Regions from separate parts of the Oryctolagus cuniculus genome. Here region 1 is linked to region 2. A link is a contact called in public Hi-C data. All regions are on one chromosome and are shown on one strand. The core of a region is the stretch at or near the end of the contact, and the rest is flanking DNA. Distances in the headings are between cores, read along the strand shown.

Region 1 (7,373 bases), core at 1,251-3,750, 230 kb after region 2:
GAGGGGCAACCGGGACAGAATCCGGTGCCCCGACCGGGACTAGAACCCGGTGTGCCGGCGCCGCAAGGTGGAAGATTAGCCTATTGAGCCACGGCGCCGGCCCCTGTCTGTCTTTTCAAGGATGCTCATTGTCCAGCCGACAGCTCCGTTGGCAGAGGGCAGGTTTCTTGTGGTCTGTTATAAACAGAGTGCACTGAGGTCTTGAGACTCCTCGGGCCATCGTCTGCTGCCTTCCCTGGTACATGATCAGGAAGCTGGATTGGAAGCAGAGCAGGTGGACCCAGACCACACTCTGCTACGAGATGCCGGCGTTGCAAGGGATGGCGTCACCTGCAGCATCAGCACACTGGCCCCGTTCACTCTTCTTGACCAGCTTCCTAGAAGGGTGGCAGTTGAGCTGCATTTTGAGTGGTGTGTGGGATTCTCGGTTGTGGGGACGGAGGGAAGTAAGGTGTGTAAAGGTAGGAACATGTCTGAGGAACACTCGGGAGCTTAGAATGTCAGTGCTGGAGGCAGGCTTGGGCAAGCTGCAGAGGAGGCTGGGGAGGGGCAGGAATTGGCTTTGAGAGCCACGCCAAGGGGCTGGGAATGCGTGCTGAGTGGGGAACGCATCCGGCTTCTGCCGTGCTTTTCCCTGTGCTGTGAGCCAGGAAGACGTGGTTTGGACGGCAGGGACGGTGGTGGGGTTGGGCTTTGCTTATTCCCGCCGAGGCTGGGGCCTGAGGCAGAGCCCTTGCCCTGCGAGAAGCCTGGCTTCAGGCCTTCAAGTCTGGAAAGCTTCACTTAGAACGGGAGTCTCTGCTTTTGTGCGCTGCCAGCAGGCTGGCCAGGCAAGTGACAGTGATTGGGCCTGAAGTCTCATTTGGCGGATGGTGTCCGCGACGGGGCAGTCCGACTTCTGTGGCGTCTGGACAAGTCGGCTGAGCTGCTCCTTCATGCTGGTGTGTGGTTGGCCTTGGCTGTAGGGACCTGGGGATTCTTCCAGACCCCTGGGGAAGGCATTCACCACGGCGCCTTCGCAGCCTGGTCATCAGCTTTGTGGGCTCTGCCCTCCCATGCGTTCTGCATCATTCTGGAAAACACGCTTAGTTTTGCTTTTAAAATGACATCAAAGGCTGCACCTTTCTCCAGGGTTCCCTTGTTTATTCACTGTGATTCAGAGAGGGACCAGATTAACCACTCTCTGTAAACCCGCCACTTTCTCGTGTGCGGGATAGAGCCTAGTTACAGTGCAGACTTGCCCACCTGTGCTGTGTGGCGATTGAGAGCTCAGTAATCACTCGAGCTCATCGCGACTGCAAGAGTGACAGGTGATGGCCAAGGTCAAGGTCAAAACAGCCATTTGAGGAACCCCAGGGCTGAGTGCCAGGCACTGTATTAGGGATCTGACAGCCCCTCACGTAGTCCCCGAGACAGCCACGTGATGCTGACCTCATTTTGCAGAGAGTAACTGAGCCTTAGAGAAATGGTTCAGCAGTGCTAGGAGATGCCAGAGCCAGTATTAAAAGAAAAAAAAAAGAAATGAAACAAACCTAGGTCTTAATTAATTCCTGAACTTCCTATACCCATGTTCTTAATAGAACATTGTTTTTGAGAGAGAGAGAGATCTCCCATCCACTGATTCACCCCCTAAATGCCTGCAACAGCCAGGGCTGGACCAGGTAGGACCCAGGAGTGTTGAATTCAATCTGGGTCTCCCACATGGGTGGCAGGGACCCAAGACTTGAGCCATCACCTGCTGCCTCCCAGGGTGCACATGAACAGGAAGCCGGAATTGGAAGCAGAGCTGAGACTCAAACTCAGGCACTCCAGTATGGGATGTGATGTTCCAGCCAGGTGCGTAACCACTGTGCCAACCAATGGCCCCCACATACCTTTTTCCATGGCACCTGCACCACTTTACATTCCCGCCAGCAGTGCCCACAGCAGAACAGATTTTCACCTTTCAGTTTTTGTGGTTGTAGGCACTGGAGGATACATGGCCCGGCTGGAGCTAAAGGGCCCTGGCACCCCGGGGTGAGCTGCCGCGGAGCTGGGTCAGGATGGGCTATGGGCGGGCATGCAGAAGGCCATGTTCAGTGCTCTCAGGATTCACAGTCATGCTCCGACTCTGAGAAGCTGAGCTGGGCTCCAAATCAGGCAGGAAGTCCCTACTCTTGGTCAATGATGGATGGAGACTGAGCCACCCACATGTCTTCCCAGCTCCCATTGCTCTGTCTAGACCTCCTGTCAGGCTTGATTTTTACCTCCACTCCTGGAAAAGAAAGAGTAAACAGGACACCTGGGTCCTTTCTAGGGGCGCATGGTGTGGAGGAACTTAGGTTGGAAACTGCCGTGGGTTGGGATCCCTGCTCCTAACCCCGCCCCCACCGCCCGCCCCCCGCCCCAGCTCTGAGCCCTGGGCCTGCTCTAGGAAAGGGAGAGGCAGTGAGTGACTGGGGAAGTCGGAGGCAATGCACGGAGAGTGTCTGGCACTCAGTAGATGCTAAATAAGTGCAGATTCTGCTTCCTGACCTCACTTCCTGGTGCCTCCAGGCAGGAGGCAGTAGCTTAGTGGATACAAGTGTGATGAGTCAGCGAAGACATGTGTTTTGTTGTGCGGTTGCTGTTGCTTTGAACATGAGAACTGAGCACATTTCTGAAGGGCAACGGTGGCCAAGGTGTTAGGCCAAACAGATGGAAACGATGTGTGTGAAGGCAGGCCTTGTGCAAGAGATAAAGCAAAGCAGTGTTTCTCTGAGTCACACAGTGACAAATGGCAGAATTCACAGGGTCTTTTGAGCCCCTTTAGACCAGGAATGAAAACACATGGCATGTACAGTGCCATCCCCCCAGCGCCATGCCTGGGGCAGACATTGCTAATCAATTGCAGAGTTATGTCCTTATGAGCCAAGAGGCTCTCAGCTCTTGGGACATTGCTGCACCCGGGGCACTCACTGACAATGGGCTGGAAAAGGACTGCAGCGGACACCGTTCCCACCCCTGGTCTAGACCAAGCCTCCTGTTTTGCAGATGGGAAGACCGAGATGGAGGGAGATCGTTACTCTGCAGTTGTGCAGTGGTCAGAGCTGGAACCTCCCAGCCTGCTGAGCTCAGGTTTTAATATGCTGTGGGCCAGCAGGGTCTGGATGCCCCTGTCTGTGTCATATCTTGGAGGGTCAGTGATGGGACAGATGGTGAAGACTGGAGGGGAATGGGAGAAAAATCCGAAACTCATGAACTGACAGCAAAAGAATTGTCTAGAAGACCGTGAGCGGAAGGCAGGGACCTCGTCTGCTCACCTGTGTGGCCCTTTGTCTGGCGTGGGGTGGCCACTCTGAGGTTAGCCATGAAAGCTGTGTGGCCCAGGAGTAAATAGGAGGAAGTAAAACAGAAACTTAGAGGTCATGGAGATGCCACAAAGCACTGCAGCAATCGAGTTTTATTTGCTGGGAAAAACAATCCTCTGCGTATTTTTCCTGCCTTCATTCATTCTCCTGGATAACTGAACCCCCACTGTGCACTGGGCCGTGAGCCAGATGTCTTTCCGTGTTTTATTTTCTGATCCTTTTACTACTGGGAAGTAAATATAATTTTACAGTTGAGGACATCAGAGGTCAGGGAATTAAAAAGTCATAGTAAATGGCTAAGTGGTAAAATTGGGCTCTGAACCCATACACCTTGACCATGTCAGTCAGAAGGTGTGTTACTGATAGGGGAGTTTGTGCTGTCTGCCACCTTGATTTTGGGTGACTGGGAAACTATCAGACCGCCCACCACCTGGCTATGATTTGTGTTGGTTATATCCAGAGTCATTGAACACACCGGGACACCCCCCACCCCCAACCCCGCCACCGACATACACACTGAAAATGAAAGACCAGCATCACCAAAGGACGCGTGTGTGACAGTGTACATGGGGTCTTCCCCTCCCTGGGATGGTGGCGCCTTGCGGGTCACAGGAGAGAATATCGAGGAGGCTGGGGAGGGAACTGTGGCATCTGTCACCCACTCTCTGCTGTCCTCACTCGTGACCGGGTGTGCGGAACATCTCTGTGAGCCACAGCAGGAGTGTTTGAAGTGGGTGGCATGCACGGGCGCCTGCTGACGCTGGCCAGTGACACATTGCAATGATGAGATCTGGAAAATACAGCCACAGGGAAAACAGCCTGAAGTTTCCATAGTCTCATAATTCCGGGCCTCCTCGAAGAGGAAGCACAAATAAAAGGCCGAGGGAAGAGTGGCTGGGATGGAAGAACTTCCAGTCCTATGGGGGAAGGAGGGCCTGCTCCCCAGCCCAAGGGGCCCCTGGGGTGGCCAAGGTGGCAGGTGGCAGCAGACGGAGACCTGACTCCTGCCCAGTCCCCCGCACACACGTTTCCCTGTCTGACAGCCTTTTCCTTTTGCCTTGCACTTGAGGATCTGTTTCTCTGGAGGGTATCTGTGGACGACACGCTCCCTGTAGCCGGGCAGAGCTGCTCCCCTTCCCCACACTGTGCTGGGATTTGGGGGTTGAAAGAACACCTGCTCTGTGCCAAGCCCTGGATGGCCATTCCATCTCACCTGTTCTTCAGCTTTCCAGAGCCACCTAACACAGGGGTCAGGACAGCCCCAGCCTGAAGCTAAGGCACTCAGACACACAGTGACTAGCTGAGGTCCAGATGTCCACCACTGCCCCACCCAAGGGTCCATGGACAGCCACTGCTTTAGCATTTGGGTGTCTGGCCCCTGCCCAGTGTGGAACCGCTGATCACCCTTAATCTTTCTAGATGGTAACTTGTTCGGTGTGTCATTCCCACTTTGCAGATGAGCAAAGTGGCCCAGTGAAGCTGAATGACTTGCTCAGGCTTGCACGGGAGAAGTGAGGAAGGGAGCAGATGTGGGCAGCCCATCACGCAGGGGGCATGGCTTCTTTCCATAGCCCTGGAGCCAGCTCCTGGCTCAGTGAGCGGCCGAGTCCTCATAGATGCCCACCAGCCCTGCTGGGGCCGCTATGAGGGTGGGTGGCTGCAGGGTGCCTGCGTAGGAGGCCTGGCTGTGCCCAGACTCCTTCCCTAGCCCATCTGCATTTGACCTTCTCCTTGGAGGGGGAGCTCTCCGTGTTCCCTTCCCACAGGGTGGAGCAGAACACAACGTGGCCACTTATGAACGAACCGCAGTCAGAGTGCCTGTTTTTCCACAACTGAAACCTATTGAGGTTTTTCACAGACTCAGCAACATAAAGGGTTCAACACAAAAAGTTTAAAAATGCCAGAAGCTGCATTTTCGTCCTTACCGCGGAAGAACTTTGTGGGTAGCGCTGGAGGCGGGGAAAGAGTGACGACTGCGGGCAGAACGAGGCTGGGGCTGGGGGTCCAAGGCCCAGGGTGGACGCCTGACTGTCCCCCAGCCGGCGACCCTGCCGCTTGCTCGAGAAGTGCTTATTCTTTCCTGCAGAGGTGCAGTAGCCTTGTTTCTGTTTTGTGTTACTTTGACTTTTCTTCAGATTTTCATTTATTTATGTTCATTTCCTGTTTTTTAAAAGGAGTTGAACAAATTCCCTGAGATGTGTTTTTAAAGGGGGGTTAGGTTGGAGGCCAATGAAGTGGTTGTTATGCTTGGATTCACTGTGGAGTTTCCCTTTTTTTTTTTTTTTTTTTTTTTAAGTTTTATTTACTTGCAAGGCAGAGTTACGGAGAGCCAGAGGCAGAGAGGTGAGGAGGTGGGGGGAGAGGGAGAGAGGTCTTCCATTTGCTGGTTCACTCCCCGGATGGCAGCAATGGCCGGAGCTGAGCCAATCTGAAGCCAGGAGCCAGGAGCTTCTTCCTGTCTCCCACATGGGTGCAGGGGCCCAAGCACTTGGGCCATCTTCTACTGCTTTCCCAGGCCGTAGCAGAGAGCTGGATCAGAAGTGGAGCAGCTGGGACTTGAACAGGCACCCAAATGGGATGCTGGTGCTACAGGTGGTGGCTTCACTTGCTATGCCAGCCCCATCTAGAACTCCTGGGGAAAGAAATACATTCTTGTTTTCACAAACTTTCCAATTAAACTGAGCACTTGCTCCGATCTGTGTTATTGCAATGCCTCTACTCCAGGAGCAGTCTCAAGTACGTTTGCATTCTCTTCCTGTTGTGCCTGTCTTTTTGCTTACCACTACTTAGAAGTTACAGTAACTGTCAGATCTGCGACTAGATCTTCCTGTCCAGTGGCTTAGCATAGAAGCCCATAAAATACTATATCTCAAAATATTGTGATAGCTGTGTCTCAGGGCAATCATTTTCTTTTGTAATTTTGTGTGTTTTCCTTTATCCATCAAAATGCAGTGTTCTGAGCAGGGGGCTGCCAAAGGGGTCTGTGGCACAGAAAGGGTTAAGCCCACTGGTTTTGATAGGGTGATGGCCAGTGTCCACACAGGGGATGTGGTGTGCAGGCCAGGGGATGTGTTAAAGGGTGCAGGTGTGTTTTGCCTTCCCTGGAGTGAAATTCCTGATTATGGATCAGACTCACCCTCAGGGACCTCCAGGAATGCCAGCCTCCTGTTCAGATGGTTTGAACTCTAAGGACTGGCAGGAGATGGAAGTTGAAAAGAATCCTGTTTCTTGGCCTTGGGAAGATCTGGAACTTGAAAACACCAGGGTTGGAGTCCATCCCGGACACAGTAGCCTCACCCAGGCAGTCCTGGGTCCTCTCGGGTCAGCCCAGATGGGCACCTTGCATGCTCCGGCTGCCCGTGATGGCAGTGACCATCAGTCTCTCCAAGAAGGACAAGGCCTTTGGCTGGAACTGCCTTGTCAAATGCACCCAGCTCTCTTCTTCCTCCACCCTGGGGTGCAGACCCGAGACGTTGGTGGTTTTGGGGGTCCCCCTGCCATAGCCCCTGGAACCTTGCTCTTCCCCAGAGGAGACCGTGCCTGTCCTACAGCTGAAGGCTTCACTCTGAGGCAAAGTGCACAGAGCAGGTGACACGGGTGACATAGGTGATGCAGTCAGCCTTCCTGCATCCCACCCAGCAGGGTCGCACCTAACCAGGGCGCACAGCCAAGCTCACGGTTTCCTCGAGTCCAGGGCCGCGAGGACTGAGTCTCTGAACCACTCTACTCTGAGAAATGGAGCGTGTGCAGGCAGTGCCTCCAGTGCTGAGAGGACGTGGGGGCCTGACCCGTGTCCTGCTTGCCTCCCACGGCCAGGGAGAAACCCCTGTAAGGAGCTGGTCTACACTGGGCCGGCTCCCTGACTCACATGAGGAGAATCAACGGGAAACTACTGAGCAAATGAACGCGGAGTTCCCGTGTTCCCCCAGTGGAAGGCAGGAGCCCCTGCGCACTCTGTCCCTGCTGGAAAGCAGACACGGCCACTCGCCCCTGTCCCTGAGCCCACCTGTCCCTACCCTCATCCTCCCACCCTGCTCGTTTCTC
Region 2 (7,295 bases), core at 3,533-6,032:
TCTTTCCTTGGGAACCTACAGCTACCGTGCTCCCCACAGAGCTGGGGGCCCAAGGAGCGGCATCTCCAGCTGCACCCCAAAAGGCGGCTTCTAATCTTTCTACAGTGTGCCAGCAAGGAGCCAGTTTCAGCACCGGCCTAACGGCACGCGGCAGCCCAGCAGAGCCTCTATAGGGCAGCTCAGCGCAGCTAGCCAAGCCTCGGAGGGGAGGCACAGGGACTGGGTGTGCTAGACACCAGACCTGTCCCCGGGGCAAGAGCTCACACCGTGGGGGCTTCCTGTGAATTCCAATGCTCTCACAAGCCAGAGGCCAGGCTCCCCAAGCCCCTCTTCTCCCCTCTCCTCTCAGGGGGCTGCCTTTGTGCCAGGTCACAGGAGGACACACGGAAAACGTGGAATGTGCCTCCAAAGCACGGACTGGATGCTCCAGCGGCTCCCTGCGGCCCGGAGGGTGAAATGAAATTCCTTAACGTGAAAGGTGTGCGCTCACTTTACCCTGACACACGACGCCCTGCAGACACTCTGATCCCTGAGTTCAAGTCCCGCCACACATTCTGCCTCCTGGCGTAATGCAGGTCTGCCTGCCTGCCTTTGCACACGCCAGCCGCTCCCCAAGATGCTCCTGGCTCTGCACTTCTCTCCTGCAGAACCCTCCCACCCAGCCTTCACCCCCTGGCTGCCGAATGTTTCCCACGCTTCTCCCCTCTCTGCTCCCGCAGCCTTGTCCTGAACTGCATCTTGTTAGATCAACGCTAGCCACACATCGGCAACGTCACACAGTACAATGCAGCATTCCCACACCAGCATGCTGTTTCTCATCCAAGCTCTGTAAGGGCACCGCGCCCCGTGCCGCTGCGGGCTCTGGGAGGTGGCTGGTGGGTACTCATGAATGCTGCCCGGTCAGTGAGCGCCGCCTGGCAGGCTCTCGTGGGCTGCCCGTTCTGCTACGCTGCATGCTCCAGCGCAAAGCCAAATCAGCTTCCAGGGCTGCTGTAAAATAGCTCACACACGTTCAGCCCAGCGCAGCGCGGCCGGGCTCCAGATGTCCATCTGTGCAGCGCGAGGGAGGCGAACCACTGAGGACAACTACCTTTCTGGAAGAGGAAGCAGTGTTGACAGCCGGCGGAGAGGGTGGAGCGGAGTCAGGAGATGGAAGGCAAGAGGGAGGAGACGGAGGATGAGTAGGAGACAGGCCTTTAGTGAGCAGTTTATTCTGCACGGAACAGAGACAGAGGAAACTAGGATTATCCCAGGGGACTGCCCAGGCACGCCTGCCTCCACGATGCGGCCCCACGCCCGTGGCCTCAGAGCACAGGGCCAACACTGGGCTTGTGGCTCGGAGCAAAACTGAAAGCTCTGCCTTTGGAGCCAGGCAGGATTATCTGGCTCCTGGTTACGCCGCATTCAGCTACAAAGTGTGCCAGCTCCCCCGTCACACCAAAACAGCTGCAGCAATGCTGTTTCTGCCTCCATCCGCCCCGGATGCCAGGGCTACTGACGGAGCTTGGCGTGAAGTGGCAGCTGCAGGCTTAGGAAGGGGGCACCGTGGGCTGCCTCGGGGCAGAGGGCCCCAGCAGGGGCTCGGCAGCTGCAGGCAGACAACTGTGCCGGGCAACCCTGAACATGAACTGAACATGAAGCCTTGTGCGCACATCAGTGATTCTACCTCATCTGGGAGGTCAGCGTGGAGCAGAGAAGTTTGAGAGGTGGGCTCGCGGCCAGGGACAGGGAGCCGGCACTCACGGTCAGCTCACACCTCCCTGGGAGCACACGCTCTTCTCCCCAGCAAGTCTCCAAACCAGGACCTGACTCGGAGGGGGCTGCACTCCCTGGTCTAAGGCAAAGTCACTCTCACTGGCCCGACACTGCCTCTTGCCAAGCAGAACCCAGCTGACAGCACGAGCTTGACCTCATCCTTTAGGGTCGCCTGTCAGGGCCTCAGGGAGATGTCTCCACCGTGCCCCTAGGCATCGCGAGCAGCTGGTTTGCTTTCACCTTAAAGGCAGTGTTACGCTTGCAGTTGGCCAGCATGCCCTCTTTGCGTGGGCCCTTCGGAAGCTCCAGGCTGGCTCAGAACCTGTCTGGGCTGTAACAGTCCGTGTTTCTGCTTAGTAGCATTTTTTGTTAACGTGAGCTCAAGCTCCTGCCCTGACCTCCCCTTTGGCATCATCTAGTTATGCTGAGTCTCTCACTTAGGTCTTTTTTCAGATGCCAGTTCAAACATCTGAGCAGCTTTAAAAATTGGATAACTTCTCAGGCAGTAGAAGGCGGGAGGGGCAGACCAAACTCCGGAGACTGCTCCTGGGTGCCGGGCCGGCCGGCCTGTGTGTTCCTGGGGGCTCCGGCGCCCCGGGTTTACCTGTGGGAAATCCCCATGTCCGAACAGAGAGGCCAGGTGAGCCGCCTTCTCCTTAATGTTCTTTTTGTGAAATTCCCTGTTGGCCAAGTTCTGGGCCCTCTTCTGCAGTCGAGGCAAGAAGGGAGAAAGAAGAGAGAGGCAGTGACAGAGACTATGGCGGTGCCCCCAAGAGAAAGGTGAGGAAGGCTGGTGGGGACCCTGTCCACTCACCACAGACAGTGGGACAGCAGGCAGGGAGCAAGCAGGAGAAGGGACCCCCGCCCCCCACAGGCAGGAGGAGGGGAGACAGGACGGGAAGTCACCGAGGCATGGCCAGGGGCGAGGGCCAGGAACAGTCTTTCACCTGGAGAATCTTTTCTTCCACCTGCTGCAGCCGCCGCAGCACCCCTGAAAGGGCCAGGGCTCCCTGGCAGGCGGGAGGCAGGGCCGGGGGGCTCTCGGGCCCAGCCAGCTGCAGGTCAGACTTGGCCCTGGCTCTCCAGGGCCTGCTCGGGCACTCGCCGCCTGCAGACACTTGCTTGAGCTCTCGGAGCACGTGCCCTGGCACAGCCGTGGAGGGGAACTGGGAAAGAGGGAAAATCAAGCTTCCTTCCCTCCTGCGGCCCTGCCCTAGGCCCCGCTCTAGGGAGTCCCCCCGCCGAGGACCGAGCCGAAGGCCACACCGGGTGCCACAGTGAGTCAGACTCCAGACTGGCCTCCCGGCTGAGCTTCGTCTACCTGCCTCGGAACCACCTGGCACCCTCGATCACGACACAGAGTCTGCCCCTCACCCCGGGCCCCCTGAATCAAAACCCATTCCACCCTGGTCCTCAATCCCAGCTGAACATTGGAATAATCTCAGGTACCTGAAAAAGCCCCCAAGTCTGGCCCAGCCCCAGAGATGCTGGTTTGATGGCCCTAGAGAGAGTAGCCGTCGGCACAGTTCACGCGGCTCCCCAGCTAGCTGTGCTATGCTCAGAGCCGTCTCCCTCAACCTCCACCACCTGGGAACAGCACCAACTTCCTAACACTGACCGACAGCTCTGAGCTCTGTGGTCAGCAAGAGGGATTCTGTTCAAATTCCAAACCCGGACAGCGTGGCTGGAGTGAGCTACAGTCGGTGGCCGCCAGCTGCCACCCTGGCTACTCTGGCAGCCAGGACGTCTCGCCACGTCCATGCCTTCCCCCTTCAATGGTGACGGCCACATGGCCCGAGTCCATTCCAGCATCGCTGAGTCATTGATTTGGAAATCAGCCTATTCAAGCATCAGTCTACAGACAAAGCTGAGTGTCACAGGGCATCACACGGAACATCCCACGTTGCCGGGGTTCCATTTTCCCCAGGTAACAACACCAAGAGCACGGCGGTTGGCCAGTTGGTACCTTCGACTGGTCGAGGGGGTCCTGGCATGGATTCCAAGATGCCGTGTACTTGGTTACTCTTACCTGGAAATGTGGGGACCTCAAGCTGTGTCATTTGCCCACAGCCTCTACAATCAGCCCTATCTGGGGGGTGGACGGAGCTGCTAACCCTACCCCTCTGCTCAAAGCCCCCTCTGGCTTCACCCACACAGCATCCACTGGACGGAGCCCTACCTGCCTTTTCAGAGGAGGTGATGGGCTGGGTGTGGGCTCGTCCGGCTTGGGGCAGTGAGAGCTAGCAGGAAGGTCAGAGGAAGAGCACAGGGTGGTCTTACCTATCCCTGAGTTACGGCGTTCCTGGGAGGAGAAAGGCCAGTCCCGAAAAGCAGCCACAGGAGACAGGAAGGAAAAGGTGAGTCAGAGAGGACAGAGGAGCGAGGAGGTGCAGGAGGGGCAGCGGGCAGGAGCGGCTGGAGCACTGGCCTGAGCTCCCGCAAGCCGGGCCCAGCCCGGAAACCCGAGCCCTTGTGAACAGCCTGGATTCCTAGAGTCCCCTCCTCCCAGACAACGTGTGAATCCCAGGGAGGCTTTGCTTTTGGCTCAGACACAGCGCCCTGGGCTGGCACTGCCAGAGCCCACGCCGGGCCGGGCGGCCAGCCCAGCAGTGCTCCCCGGGGGCAGGAAAGCTTCCCGCCCACCCGAGGGGGAGGACCTGCCAGTTCTTCTGATGGAAGAGAGCCCTCGTCTGCATCCAGTAACTGTGGGGGGTGGGCCTCCACAAGGGGCCACTGAGGACAGTTCTTGAGAATTTCAAGTCTCAGAAAGTGGTCCCTTAGAATAAAGCTCCTCCACCACCTGGGAAAGCGCAGCTGGTCCAGGAGAGGCAGGGCCCACCTCAAGACCACCAAGACAGCCAATGATCCCAGAGCCCACTCCTTTGAAAGGGGTCTTGGCTGCTGTGTGGCAGGTGTTCTCTGCGGGGGAGCCAGACCCTCTCGCAAGCTTTTGTAAGGAGGCAGCAGCACCCCTAGTGGAAATTCAGGGGGGCAAAGAGCGCCCCAGGCACAGGCCCAGCAGCTAGAGTCAAAGCGAAGCTGGCAGCCTGACCTTCTTCAGCCTCAGGCTGACCCGGGGTAGAGGGCAGGAGGGGAGGCCCAGGGGACTCGGGTGTGGCCAGAATGCCTGTCCACCTCTGGTTCAGTTTCCCTGGGTTTGAATGGTTCTTTGCAACACGGACAACACTAACACACAGCCTGCAACTCAGCAGCTCCCTCAAGTGTGCCTCTCATGTCGCGGTTGCAAAGCACAACCACATAGGGGAATGGATTTCCTTAACGCAGAACAGGTGCCAGCACACTGGCCCGCTGCCTGCTTTGGAAATAAAGTTTTATTGGAACACAGTCAGACTCATCTGTCTATGGCTACATTCGCACTTCAATGGCAGAATCGTGTAGTTGCCACAGAGACAGCACTGCCTCCCACACGTAGAAAAAGTTGCTCATCTGGCTTCTTCTAGAAAAGTCTGCTGACTCCAGGATTAGAAGCTCGGGTGTCGCTTTAACCAGGCCTGGCTGGCACAGTGGCAATCCATCTCTAGCCTGAACAATTCTGCTACCTTCCCGGCAGCCGCAGGCCCGGCGAGCGCTGGCTATGTGACTCACCTGCTTCAGGAGCGAGGGGTTCCGAGTGCTCTCCTCAAACTTGGCCAGCAGCTGATTTGCCATGGACTTGACTTTGTTCTGACTGCCGCCTTCCTTACTGCTGCCACACTCCTGACTGGAGCCCAGGCTCCGGCTGGAAAAGGCTGGTGGCTGTAGAAGTCACAACAGCACAAGGCAGGTTGGCTCCTGGACCCACATAGCAGGGAGGGGGCCCGGGGACTCAGGACACAGGACTGGGTTCCTGAAGTGGGGCTCCCTCTGTGGGCTGAGGACGTGAGGCCGGCGCAGCGGGGATACCCGGTAGAGACCATGCTCACGGCAGGGGTCACGCCTTCCAGAGCCTGAGCCTGGCTGGGCTTAGGAGGCAGCCAGTTAGGGCCTGAGTCCTGACTTTCACTCCCCAGCTGTGTGATATTTGCTCAGCATCCCTGGAATTCCCTCATCGGTCAATGGAAGGAAACCCACTTCACGTGCAGGAATCAAACATGGCAAGCAAAATGGGTTTCAGAACACACCCTGAGCCTGAGAAGGGTTGGGGCGCAGGGGAGCAGCCTGGCCAGGCACAGGCTCTGGGCTCCTCTCTCTTCCCCCCAACTTCGCCCAGTCCTGTTGGGTTTTGCTACCTTCTAATTTAGGAACAATTTCAGATTTACACAAATGTTGTAGAAATAGCACAGACTGTTTCTGCACACCCTGCACACATTTAATTGTCTTGACCGCTAATATCTGGAATAATCACTCTACTGTTGTTATCAGAACTAAATCCACAGTGGCACAATGCTACTCGAGTTAGACTTTATCCAACTGCCCCGGCTTTCCCCCTGAGATCCTTTTCCTTCTCTAGGGTCAATCCAGGAACCCACGCGGCATCTAGCCACTCTCCTTCCTGGGTTTCCTCCATTCTCTCCATTCCTTGTCTTTCCTGGCCATGCCACCTTGCAAGGGCACTGGCAGCTGTTTGGTAGGAAGTCCCCCAGTCTGGGCTGTTCTGCTGTTTGCTCACGATGAGCCCTGGGTTGTGGGAGGATACCACAGAGGGAACTGCTCTTCTCATCACATCCCAAAGGGATCTGTGATGCCAACATGGCTTATAATGGTGAAGTAGATCTTGACGGCTTGGGTGTGCTGTTTTAGAACACGAGGCTCCCTGTAAGACTTTTCCAGCTCATCTGCTAACAATAGCAACAGAAAATCACCAGGGGCCTGCAGGAGTGTCTGTTGCCCCCTCCCCCCCAGCCCCGCAGGCCTCAGAAGTGTATAATGGCACTGCCTTGTCTGGGGGCAGGAGGCTCCCCCAGGGAGACAGAGCAGGGGTTCTCACCATAACAAAGAACTGGGCTGGAAGAGGCAAGCTGCGTTCACTGTGTGTATTCAGGGAGCCTTGTGTGCACAGCCACTCTGAAGTGCTGGGCAAACACAGACCAGAGAGGCCCTCTGTAATTCACCATGGGAAATGCACTGAGCACAAACACCTTACATGGCCAAGGCCAGCCAGGACAGAGAGCCACCCGGACCGGCGGCGCCTTCCACACCTCGCTGTGCACATGAAGCACCTAGGAACTGATGTGCAAAGACAGCTTTGCTGGCGGGAGGACTGGGTGGGCACCGAGAGTCTGCGTTCTAAACACGCTGCCAGGTGACACCGAAGCTGCCAGATCTTTGAGTAGCCGGACTTTAGAAAGATTGATTGCTTTGTTAGAGCTGACTTTCAGCAAAACAGCTGCCCAGGAAACAGCCCAGCGCCTCCTGAGAAGGAGCAGATGCAGAGTAGATTTCTCCCCACTGCTGGTCGTGGGCTGCCAGCCAAGGAAACAGCACCTGGCCCTCCTCGAAGGAGCAGGAGCAGGAAAGGCAGGAAGAGACTTCCAGCTGAGACACAGTACACCCAGGGAAGCTTCTGGGGAGGAGGTACCGCCACCTGTGACTGGCAGCTG

The links. A called contact is a pair of places that touch in the nucleus more often than the background predicts.
Region 1: a contact with region 2 is called in a Hi-C map of an unstated tissue, with 2.2 times the contacts expected there. The contact joins two enhancer-like sites. A contact is called at or near these places in 2 of 6 Hi-C or Micro-C datasets (skin fibroblasts and an unstated tissue).

What each region holds. Positions count from the first base shown.
Region 1 is chr1:54,231,686-54,239,058 of mOryCun1.1, forward strand. The region is part of intron 4 of DKK3 (dickkopf WNT signaling pathway inhibitor 3); the gene reads left to right. Among named protein-coding and RNA genes, the nearest start is that of DKK3, 21 kb to the left of the region's middle. Within about 2 kb of position 2,501, at least 2 of the 8 cell types and tissues checked have an H3K27ac peak or open chromatin away from gene starts, as enhancers often do.
Region 2 is chr1:53,998,264-54,005,558 of mOryCun1.1, forward strand. MICAL2 (microtubule associated monooxygenase, calponin and LIM domain containing 2) reads right to left here. Exons shown (of 36, transcript XM_070073245.1): 17 at 5,362-5,511; 18 at 3,935-4,057; 19 at 2,703-2,921; 20 at 2,360-2,461; 21 at 1,091-1,213. Among named protein-coding and RNA genes, the nearest start is that of PARVA, 110 kb to the left of the region's middle. Within about 2 kb of position 4,783, at least 2 of the 8 cell types and tissues checked have an H3K27ac peak or open chromatin away from gene starts, as enhancers often do.